Regions from separate parts of the Sus scrofa genome. Here regions 1 and 3 are each linked to region 2. The links are chromatin contacts, called in public HiChIP or PLAC-seq maps. All regions are on one chromosome and are shown on one strand. The core of a region is the stretch at or near the end of the contact, and the rest is flanking DNA. Distances in the headings are between cores, read along the strand shown. Region 1 overlaps MAP3K1 (mitogen-activated protein kinase kinase kinase 1). Region 2 overlaps ANKRD55 (ankyrin repeat domain-containing protein 55). Region 3 has its middle 77 kb from the start of MAP3K1.

Evidence for each region. HiChIP or PLAC-seq counts read pairs in DNA pulled down with a chosen protein or histone mark.
Region 1: an H3K27ac HiChIP or PLAC-seq map of alveolar macrophages shows a contact between it and region 2. The contact joins two enhancer-like sites. A contact is called at or near these places in 4 of 47 Hi-C or Micro-C datasets (alveolar macrophages, blood, embryonic fibroblasts and 1 more) and 1 of 2 datasets of contacts at active chromatin or transcription factors (alveolar macrophages).
Region 3: an H3K27ac HiChIP or PLAC-seq map of alveolar macrophages shows a contact between it and region 2. The contact joins two enhancer-like sites. A contact is called at or near these places in 1 of 47 Hi-C or Micro-C datasets (epiblast stem cells) and 1 of 2 datasets of contacts at active chromatin or transcription factors (alveolar macrophages).

Annotation. Positions count from the first base shown.
Region 1 is chr16:35,895,631-35,899,120 of Sscrofa11.1, forward strand. All of the region lies in intron 1 of MAP3K1 (mitogen-activated protein kinase kinase kinase 1), which reads left to right. Among named protein-coding and RNA genes, the nearest start is that of MAP3K1, 25 kb to the left of the region's middle. Within about 2 kb of position 1,906, at least 15 of the 83 cell types and tissues checked have an H3K27ac peak or open chromatin away from gene starts, as enhancers often do. A contact at or near this core is called in alveolar macrophages, where this site is marked.
Region 2 is chr16:35,410,294-35,413,833 of Sscrofa11.1, forward strand. The region is part of intron 4 of ANKRD55 (ankyrin repeat domain-containing protein 55); the gene reads right to left. Among named protein-coding and RNA genes, the nearest start is that of ANKRD55, 250 kb to the right of the region's middle. Within about 2 kb of position 2,163, at least 7 of the 83 cell types and tissues checked have an H3K27ac peak or open chromatin away from gene starts, as enhancers often do. A contact at or near this core is called in alveolar macrophages, where this site is marked.
Region 3 is chr16:35,793,825-35,797,270 of Sscrofa11.1, forward strand. No RefSeq gene overlaps it. Among named protein-coding and RNA genes, the nearest start is that of MAP3K1, 77 kb to the right of the region's middle. Within about 2 kb of position 1,972, at least 34 of the 83 cell types and tissues checked have an H3K27ac peak or open chromatin away from gene starts, as enhancers often do. A contact at or near this core is called in alveolar macrophages, where this site is marked.

The DNA.
Region 1 (3,490 bases), core at 656-3,155, 490 kb after region 2:
CTCATACTGGAAAGGTGTTGCTTCCTCACAGCCTGCTGTAGACAGGGTCTTGCCCTCAAGTAAAACACATCCTGAGCAGAAAGATCCGTCTGTTCCTTTGTTCAGCACATATTTATTCATTATCTGCCATATGCCAAGCTTTATGCTAGGGCAGGGAACATACAATTAAGACTCATTTCTGCCCTCAAGGATCTCACAGTCAAATGTTGGCAACAGATAAATAAGAAGCCATTATAACAGAGTGCTGTTTGCTGAGTTGGGACAGAAGAAGGACCCCACCCCCAGCTGCTCCTGCCACACACACACTGAGTTAGAGGGGCTTTGTCCTGTGAGGGAGGCTGAAGGAAACTTCTGGGATAGGTTTTCCAAGGAAAGGGAAACTTAGAACTTGAGTGATTAGGTGGAACTACATGGTATTGAGACCAAGAGATCTATCTAAGGAAAACTAGACAAATTTTATTTTTTGCTTCTTCTGTATACTAAACTCACATTTTATTAATTGCCAGCTTTGTTTCTGTTTTTCAGTTGAAAGTTTGAGATTGAGCCAGAATGCTAATGCATTTAGTCAGTTATTTGGTTAAAAAGAATTTCACATGCATGCTTATTTAAAGTTACTGAAAAAAAAAGAAGAGTTGCTGTCATGTTTTAAAACAAAACTAAAACAATAATACAATTTATATATTGCAAGTTAGTTCTTTGCCACATTTGCATTCAGATTATGCTTTTATAGTTGAATTCATTAGGATTAGAAAAATGTTAGGGTGAAACTGTCTTTTGAAGCATTATCATGCTAAATTATAAGTCACAACCTGCCAGTTTAAAATAAATGCAATTATTTGGTTCTTCTAAATTGTAGCTTTTGCTACAGTGGAAAAAAAAAATGGCATATTTATGAACACCTACAGATTCCACTGAAATGAGAACACATTATTTAGATAGACTGAAGGTAATGATTCAGGCTATATTTGGGACAGGCTATCAGAATTAATGTGCCTTCTCTTCTTTCAAGTGATTAGTGAGCAGATGACATCTTTGATGGTAATAGTTGCCTAAGTTACATTTTTAAGGAAAGAGTGCCACCTACTGAATGAAGTCTTTTTTTTTCTTCCTTCCCATTCTATTCCTAGAATGTTCTGTCACTTTGTATCACTTTCTCCAACTGTGTGCTATAGTTAATTCCCATTGGTAATTTATGCCAGACAGTGGAGTTAGAGTCACACCTGATCCCATCTCCAGTAGATAGGCTAGGGTGGCTAGTATTCTTAGAGGGACTTTGTGTCTCCAAAGACAGTCATGGAAGCAAAACCTAAACATAAGCATGAATCAGCGCTTTGCAAGTTTCAAAACCTTCCCCTGGAAGTTCCCTTGTGGTGCAGCAGGTTCAGGATCCAGTGCTGTCACTGTAGCCCCTTGGGTCGCTGCCATGGCCCAGGTCTGATCCATGGCCTGGGGAACTTCCACATGCGTGGGTGCAGCCAAAACAAAACAAAACAAAACACCTCCTCATTTTTTAAATGTATTCACTGGCTGAGGTTTTTGTTTGTTTTGTCTTGAGATGAGTATATGGACATTCAGTGAATAGGAATGGTGAGCAAATGGTTGGAAAGAAATTTTTCTAACAAATAATTAAAGGGAATTAAGGAACATATGACACTGGTCAAAAGCTACTGGGGAGACCTCAGTCTCCTAGAGGATATTAGTACAGAGATTGTTTGATCACAACTTGGCCATAGGTCACTTGAGGAGATTCCTGAGGTCAAGCTGCAAATCCAAATACCTACTTCAGAGTAAACCCTGTGGTACCTTTTGGTAGACTTTATTTGGGAATTTTCACATGGCTGCTATTTGTAGTTTATTAGCACATTTGTGGCTTAATACATTGATAGGCATCGATTGTCTCTAGCTTTTTCCCTTGCTCATAGGACTGTGTAAGTAGAGAGTGATTTTTTTTTTTTTAAAGGAGGTGAACTGTATGCTAAAGTGATTTACATTTGCTGTTGTAGACAGATGAGAAAGGATTCTCACATTTTAAAACTGGAAGTCACTGGATTATAGATGTACAAAGAATATTTTATGCAAAGAGACTATTGGGAGGTACTCTGCAGATTTAGTAATTAGAGTTTGTGGATCCCGTTGAGCTTTGTATTTTTGACATTATGTTTCTCTTGTGGGACTGTAGCTTTTACGTAGAAGCATTAATAAAAAAATAATAATGTTCATTCTGGATGGCCCTGAAATACCATCTTGTGGTCTGATCTTAGTTGGTAAATTCTTAAACTCTAGAAAGGTTACAGCTGGTTAATGACTAGTTACGACTGGGCTCTGAATCTCCAGACTCCCTAATCCTATTATCTTTCTTTGGTTCCATAAAGCCTCCCACAAGTATTTATTCAGTAGCACTTTTTTTTTTTTTTTTTTTTTTTGGCCACACCTGCGGCATGTGGAAGTTTGTGGGCCAGGAATGGAACCTGCACAACAGCAGCAGCCCAAGCAGCTGTGGTGACAGCACTAGATCCCTAACCCGCTGTGACAAGAGAACTCCCAGCACATGTTTATTTTTAAGGAAATATTTCAACCATACAGAAAAACACAGAGGGAAAATATTAGAGAATAGTCTAGTGAACAGCATAAAACCTTTGCATGTGTTTAACAAATGTTAATATTTTACCATAGTTGCTGCAGTTGGGTGTGTGTGCACTTTAAACAAATGAATATTAAAGGCATAGTTGGAGCCACCTCTTTCTTCTTACCTCTGTCTTTGCACCCCAGAGTCAATGAGTAGCCTTGATGAGCAGCCAGTCTTCACATTCCAGATGTCTCTAGTCAACATTGTTACCTCCTTGAAACTAGAAACAGTAGTTGTATTTTGCTATTTTCATCTGTTTTTTCAACTAACATGATGTTAAAAGAAAGTATGAAGAACATAGACTAAAAGGAGCAGAGACCTGGTTTTGAAACTCAGAATTCCCACTCGCTATGGGTCCTTAGGCAGGTTCCTTAATCTTTCTGCAAGAGTTTCTTTGCCTGCCCAACAGAGACAGTGTGTCTTACCTTGTAGGCTTTTGTGAAACTTGGAACTACTTGTATGGATGGCACCTAGCGTAGTACCCAGTACAGAGGAGGCTTCATAAAGAGTAGCAGCAGCAGGAGTTCTCATTGTGGCTCAGCAGAAACGAATCTGACTAGCATTCTTGAGGACACAGGCTTGATCCCTGGCCCCAACTCCATGGGTATAGTAAAGACTACTGAATAGTACACTTTAAATGGGTGAATTGTATGGTCTGTGAATTATATCCCAATAAAGTTGTTTCCTATACCACCACTAGAATACTTTTCTTGTGAAAGACAAAAAAAAAAAAAAAAAAAAAAAAACTTGAGAACTAATTTACACTGTAGAAAAGCTGCCAAAGGTTAAGAATTTACAGATAAATTTACCATAAAATGCTGAATAAGAAAACGTGACCTGGGAGTAAAAGATACATCCTATTTG
Region 2 (3,540 bases), core at 913-3,412:
GGCAAGAGTGGCTCTGTTGGATATTAGACTTCTAGCCTCCAGAACTGTGAGAGAATAAGCTTGTTGTTTTAAGCCACGTATTCTGTGGTAATTCATTACTGCAGCCTCAGGAAACTAATACAAATACCGCATATTAGTATAGTATTTTTCAGTTTTCAAAATGCTTTGGCACACATAATCTTATTTGATTCACAAGCCCCTGTGCCCTATAATTATTTAGTTTGGGGATCCGACTCCACCATGAAATGGCTATGGGACCTTGTGCAAGTGACCATCCTCTCTGGCCTTTATCCCTTCGTCTGGAAAACAGAGCTAATAACCATGCCTGCCCTGTCACTCTCACCAAGGTGTCCTGAGGATCAAAGGACATAAATGAATGTACTTTCTATACTGAAAAGCTATCTTTGACTAAGTTATTTTCACTTCTTACCTTTGGGTCATATCTGAACCACTGCCTGGAGGAGAACAGGTGTGCCATGAACACACCAGGAGGGGCATGGGCATGCTTCTGCCACCTCCTTTACCAGGACTGTATGCAGTTGGAACCCTCTGGAGGTTGGGGGTGAGGGTTAGGGGTGGAGAGACCAGGACTCATGGGAAACTGAGACAGGAATAGAACTTTAACAAGACTGAGCTCTTCTGTGAGTTCAGTCATCTCAGGAGCTGAGGATTCATGTCTTAAGGGTGATTTCTCAAGTAACATCTGGTCTAAGAGCAGAAAGGCACAAAGGTCTGTTATCCATTAGCCCTTGTCCTCTGCATGGTCAGAAGCCAGGGACCACCCCAGAAGGTGTGAGTGGAAGTTCATTTTCCTGCTGACCTTTCAGTCCTGAGCCTTTGAGTGATGATGGTTCTGAAAGGTAGTAATTAGTGCCAATTGAGGTGATGCTTTTGTAAAGGTGACACCTCTCCATTAGGAAATGGACTGAAGCCAGTGGACTAGCCAAGCAACCAGGGGACAAAAAGCTAAAAAATCAGTGCCTGGTCAAACTCTGGTGCAATTAGAGTCTTCCTCCAACCACGCTCTGGTGCACAATGCGAACACTTGCAAGGATGAAAGTGGGATCTCCAAGGCAGAATGCCATCCTAAGGCTTGGCACAGACACATAAACAATGACGAGGAAAAAGGGACACAATGGGAGAGCAACTAGGAACGGGGGCAGGGTGATTCAGTGAGCTTTTGTGGGACAGGATAAACCCAGGCCAATTAGAATAGCATGGATTAAGCCAAAGGCAGTCATCTAAATTCAGTAAAAAGCAATTTCCTGATTTTTAATGAGTTATGTCACTTGCATTCTGTCAAACTTCTTGTGTCCTGTACTTCTGTTCTTAATTTCGTCTCCACAGGTACCCAGAATTGTGCTAAAACTTGGCATCACCAAGGAACAAAAGCTTCACTCAAATTATTGCAATAACTCTGTTTTCCTCTTTTTCCTTTAGCCCTAACCAAAGCATTCTCCACACATAAACACAAGTGATCTTTTAAAAAGACAAATCTGAATGTTACTGGCTTGCTATTGCCATTGTACTTAACGATAAAAATCTAAAATCCTCCACATGACATGTTCTGGCTCTGCTGACCTCCCCCAGCCAACCTTGTGCCACTCTGACCATCGGTCTGTACTCTCCTTTGCACCTCTCTTCTCTGGATCTGGGTCTTCAAACAAGTTATTCATATATACAAACATATAAGAATATATATACAAAAGTGTGGGAACAGTCAAATTTAATTTACATCTAACCAAGCAAATTTGTTCCCTTTGACTGGAAAGCTCTTTCCTCTGCACTCTGCCCGGCCAGCTCCCACTTCCTGTTCTTCCAACACACGGAACGGTCTTCCCAGACCCACACTGCCCATTTTAAGTCAATGTTCTCTTTAGTTTTCTCTCTCCTAACACTATCCTTTCCCTTAATAGCACTTACTGCAGTGTTTTTTATATATGCCTTTTTCTTCTCCCACTACACTGTTAGCTCTAGGAGGAAGTAGGGACATATATGCTTTATTTTCTTCAGTAAAGCTAGATACTTTATCCCAACCCTTGATATTCTGAGATTCAGTTGGTCAGGGACTGGTCAGGGTGGGGTTTAGGCACTGGCATTTTTTCATAGTTCCTTGGGTGATTCTAGTGTCTAGCAGCCAGGGTGGAGAACTGTTTATCCAGTCCACCCTCATCATTTCAGGAAGGAAGGGAATGCCCAGTGAGTCATGTGACTTGCTCAAGGTCTTCTAGCTTCTATCAGCGGAAATAAAGAACCAGTTCTTTCAGAGCTTTTGTCTTTATACACTGTGATGTCCCTTCACTTAATCTGGACAAGCTTTGTAAACAAGTAGAGAAGGGTTTCTTTCAATTTTTGCTTTCTTGTAGGATAACTAACTTGTACCTGTTTGCCTGGGATTTCCCTGGTTTCAGCATATTAAGAAGTGGGAAAAATGCAATCGACCTCAAATAGTTGTTGTAAAGGTGAAATGAGCTAGGACATGTAAAGGCACTTGGCACTAAGCCTGGCATGCACATACTAGATCAACAACTCTTAGCTTTTTAAACAATACAGGAGTCTTTGGAAACAGGGAACATGGTAGAAACTCTCCCTCCTCCCTCCCTCCTGTCCTTCCTCTTTCCTTGTTTCTTTTTTTTTACTTTCTTAATATAGGTGTAAATATATAAATATAGAATGAAGATGTGTCTCTAGCAATTACTAGAGCATGAAAATACCATTTTTTTTTTTTTTCTAACCAGCACTCGTTACTGTCTGTCAGCTTCAAATGCCACCCAGACATTTCTAGGTAGGGTAATTTCACCCTGTCAAGTGAAAGCATTTCTTCATGCTCAATCACTAAGCAGCTACTTTAAACAATGCTTCCAGGCTTCTCCTCCCTTAGGCATCCATGCTTGTAACTCTGTCAAAGTGCCTATTTCCTGGAGTCTGGCTTCTGCAGACTTCTTAGATGTTGGTATGCCAGATTATTTTTCTAAGGCAGCCCTGGAGTCCTTGGGATACCAACTGAATTTGATCCATATGGTAGCTCTGGGAATGGCAAAATGCTAATCATGTAAAACTCAGGCCACTGATATTTATTTCTTTGTTTATTATCTGCACAGGCCAACTGAAAGATAAATTCAGGGGTAACTCCAATATGGTAGCTGAGGTGTTCATTTAGTTAGTCTTACCTCACTTGTACTGGCCATCTTCATGTCTTTAACAAATGCATATTAAAAATGATGATTCATTTGTGGAACTGTGCACTAAACAGAGATGCAGCAAATTAGAGAATTTCTGAGGATGGGGCTTTGAAGATTACCTCATCCAACCCCCTTGCCTTTTCTAGAGCCGCTCCCGCGGCATATGGAGGTTCCCAGGCTAGGGGTCTAATGGAGCCACAGCCACTGGCCTACGCCAGAGCCACAGCAACGTGGGATCCGAGCCGCGTCTGCAACCTACACCACAGCTCACGGCAACGCCGGATCCTTAACCCACTGAGCAAGGCCAGGGATAGAACCCGCAACCTCATGGTTCCTAGTCGGATTCGTTAACCATTGA
Region 3 (3,446 bases), core at 722-3,221, 380 kb after region 2:
AAACTGCTAATTAAGGAAATACCAACCTGAAGAAGCTAATTTGCACTGACCTATTTAAAATATCTAGCAGCAGATCAGGCATGAATTGAGGTACGGCCCTTTTATGCGTCAGCCAACTGGCTTGCTTTCAGAGCAGTGGCTATCAATAATTCCATGCTGAGGACCATCTGATAGGAAATCAACCGCTGGCCCCTGGAATGCCAGCATTCCCCACCGCTCTGTTTTCCCAGTTGTCAGCTCTGTTTATAAATTGTCCATTTATAGCAAATCCAGCACCTGCTATGAACACCTCATCCTGCCAAGTGTTGGAGTGCATCTCAGAAAGAGCCACTATAGACTTCTTCAATTCCTTTTAACCTTCTCCCAGTCCCAGAGTTTGAATATTTGCATAGGAATTCTGAGGGAGGACACACTCTATACAGAAAAGGCTAGATAGTCTATTAAAAGTTAACATTTTGCTGAGAGAGGGAGGGAGCGCAAATCATCATTCTCTTGGGAGACACAAACGCTCTTTCTGAACAAGTCTGACATTGGGACACATTTAAAATAACCCCTAAAAAATTCCGCAGGGTAAAAATGCTCTGGAAAAAAAAGTTAAGGGAGGCTTTCTTTTTAACTCCATTATGTAGCTTTTTAGCTCACTGTCACTACAGCCACTTAGCAGATAATGCTGCCTGCTGCTCAAACCCATTATGTAAAATATATTTAAAGACACCTTCTCCAGTACTGGAAACCCACTACTGTGACCTAGACTAGGGGCTTTTTCCTTGTCAGTTATCCATTTGCAAAGTGCCTAGAATTAATTCTCCAAATGCCACCCCTCCCCCTCAATCCCAAAATGTTCTGTTCGTTTTGCTCTTTGCAAAACAAAATAAAACCAATGGCACAAGGAGAATATTCATGGGGTGTGGGTTCATGGTTTCTAGAGGGTTGTGAAGGTCAAACCAGATGCAGATGCATGTGGATAACCTTGGGGGTGGTGGGGAGACCCGCCTGATTCTTCAGTTTACAACTTGCCAGGATAATCCTCTTCAAGCATAAGATTGTCACCCTTTTAAAGCCCTGAGAGGGACCCTGCTGAAGACCACGTGGGCAGAGGCAGCTGGGCTGCAGGGCAGCATTCTTGGGCCCCAGCTCTGCCTTCAGCCAAGTGGGCGGCCCCATATTTTTATGGGAGGACTAAATACTTCTTTAAAAATTAAAAAAAAAAAAAAGAAAGTTGGGTTTTATGGACATAAAAGACAACTCGTGCAAGGTTGTTATTATTCGTGGGCCAGCAGAGTTGGGTGGGTGGTCATGAAATCAGGAAAAACAGAAGTGACTTGAGAAATAGAGGGCATGAAACTAAACACCCATGAAATTAGAAATGCTGCTTTGACATAATGTGTTTTCCTTTCCACAGGTCAGGGTCCTCAGCATTACAGAGCACTCCAAAAACTTGCAGTTTTTGTTGTAGTCCGTGTAAATTAAGCTAATCTTAGATTACAGAGGCATCAGTTCTTTCTTTCCCAAATGGGATTGTGCTTAATCAATTCCATGTTACTCCAATGCAAATCATCCTTGCTTACTTTTTGGTCGTTCTGGGGCTGTTTCCCCAACCTGGATTCTCTCACTCATCACAGAAGTCAAGCCCCTGTTACTGGAGATGATCTCTGAGATGCCCCTGTTAGAGAAAGGAATGTGCAAATTAGGAGACTACAAATCAGTTTGAAAACTCAATGACTCCTTCCCATAAATCTATGTCCTTAATATTAAAAATCATTTGGAGGTGCTGAAAAGAAAGAGAACTGATCTCTAACAGAAAACAGCAGCCCTACTCTCTTTGGGGGCACAGACTAGTAGTCGAGAGGGGTAAGGCAGATCTAAATCCACGTTCTGCTACCAAAAATAGAAAAGAGGAAACCTTTGAAGCCAAAGAAGGCCTAAGAATATCCGTCAGCAAAGAGCTAGAGCGACATGGACAGGAAGCAATGCTCAAGTGGCAGTTTTGTGCTGCCTTTTTTTTTTTTTTTTTTTTTTTTTCCTCTTCGTAGCTTTCACAATCATCCTGTTAAAAAGATAGCTTTCAAAGACTTCCCTTCAACACAGATGCGGGCCCTCACAGTCAGCCTTTCTGCAGCAGCTCAGGGGTCTGGCGCTCCCCCGCGCTTCCAGGCAGCCCTTGGCTTTGGTGTTCTTCCCCCTGCCACGGATCACTTCAATCTGTTTAAGGCTGAACAGCCAACTCTTCATAGACCACGTTCCACCGAGAGCCCTCAGTAGGAAATGGTTGGCTGAGCAAACATTTGTTTCCTGTTTTGCTCTTGATAATTTTACATTTCAGCTCAACCTAGCTTTCCCCTTTTATAGTTATGAAAATCAACACATTGAGCCAGTGAAGTTTGTTTTCCCTCATGCATTTTGAATGATGCTATTAAGAATACATGTGAATAGATCTTATAAAAGATATTGGAGTTAGAAGTGGTTCCTTGGAAACAAGAAGGTGAGGGAGCTTCGGAATGGCCTGTGGACAGCTGGAGAGGCATAGATGTTAAGAGGGTGACCAGACAGAGAAAAATAGGGTATGGGGGAGAACACAGATAAGAAAAGACATTGAGAGGCCAGTAGAGCCTCTGTTAGCCATGCAACTTTATACAAATTAGGAAGAAGTACCCCTTTTTCTGAATACACACAAACTTGAGAGGGCACATGGTTAGATATCAGGCCTTCACTCTTCCTTTTGGCGAGGTGCCATTCTGCAAGGCAGAGCCCCACATACTATATGCGGGGCTTGGGAAAAATGTGTGCAAGAGACTGAAAGTTCCAAATGGGGAAATTTAGCAGAACCGGCCAAGAAAAAAAAAAAAAAAAAAAAAAAAAACAAGAGTCACGGATGTTTCTGGTAGCATACAGGAAATCCTGTTTTGAATCATAGATCTTTGCTAACTGAGGGTTGGCAAAACTGATTTCTCCAAACTAGCTTTATCAAAACATCCCAGTGGAGTGTATCATCCTTTATCGTGTTTCATATGATACATGTATTGTTCATTTTTATGGGAGCTTTGTGTTCAGCACATTGAGTGGATAACTTGTAGGCTTTATATAATTTATGTCTGTCAGGAATGACAATCCCTGACTAGGCACAAATGGCTGTGACTAGTTATAATCTGAGCCCGAATCTGAAAACATTTGAACTTCAGAGGATGCACAGTTGGGGATTCTTAACTGCCTTTCTAACTCTTGAATATTTTATTGAAATAACTCATTAAAATTCAGTTAAACGAAAAAATATAATAACCTCCAATCCTCAAACAGATTATTTTTCCAAGGTCATGGTCCCAATTTGTAATATAATCCCTTATCAATCTGTCCAGTTAAATCCATGAATTGCCTCATAGTTAGCAAAATTGAAGAGGGCAAAAAACAAAATCTCACAGAAAATAGAGAAGCAAAAGATGAAACAGAAC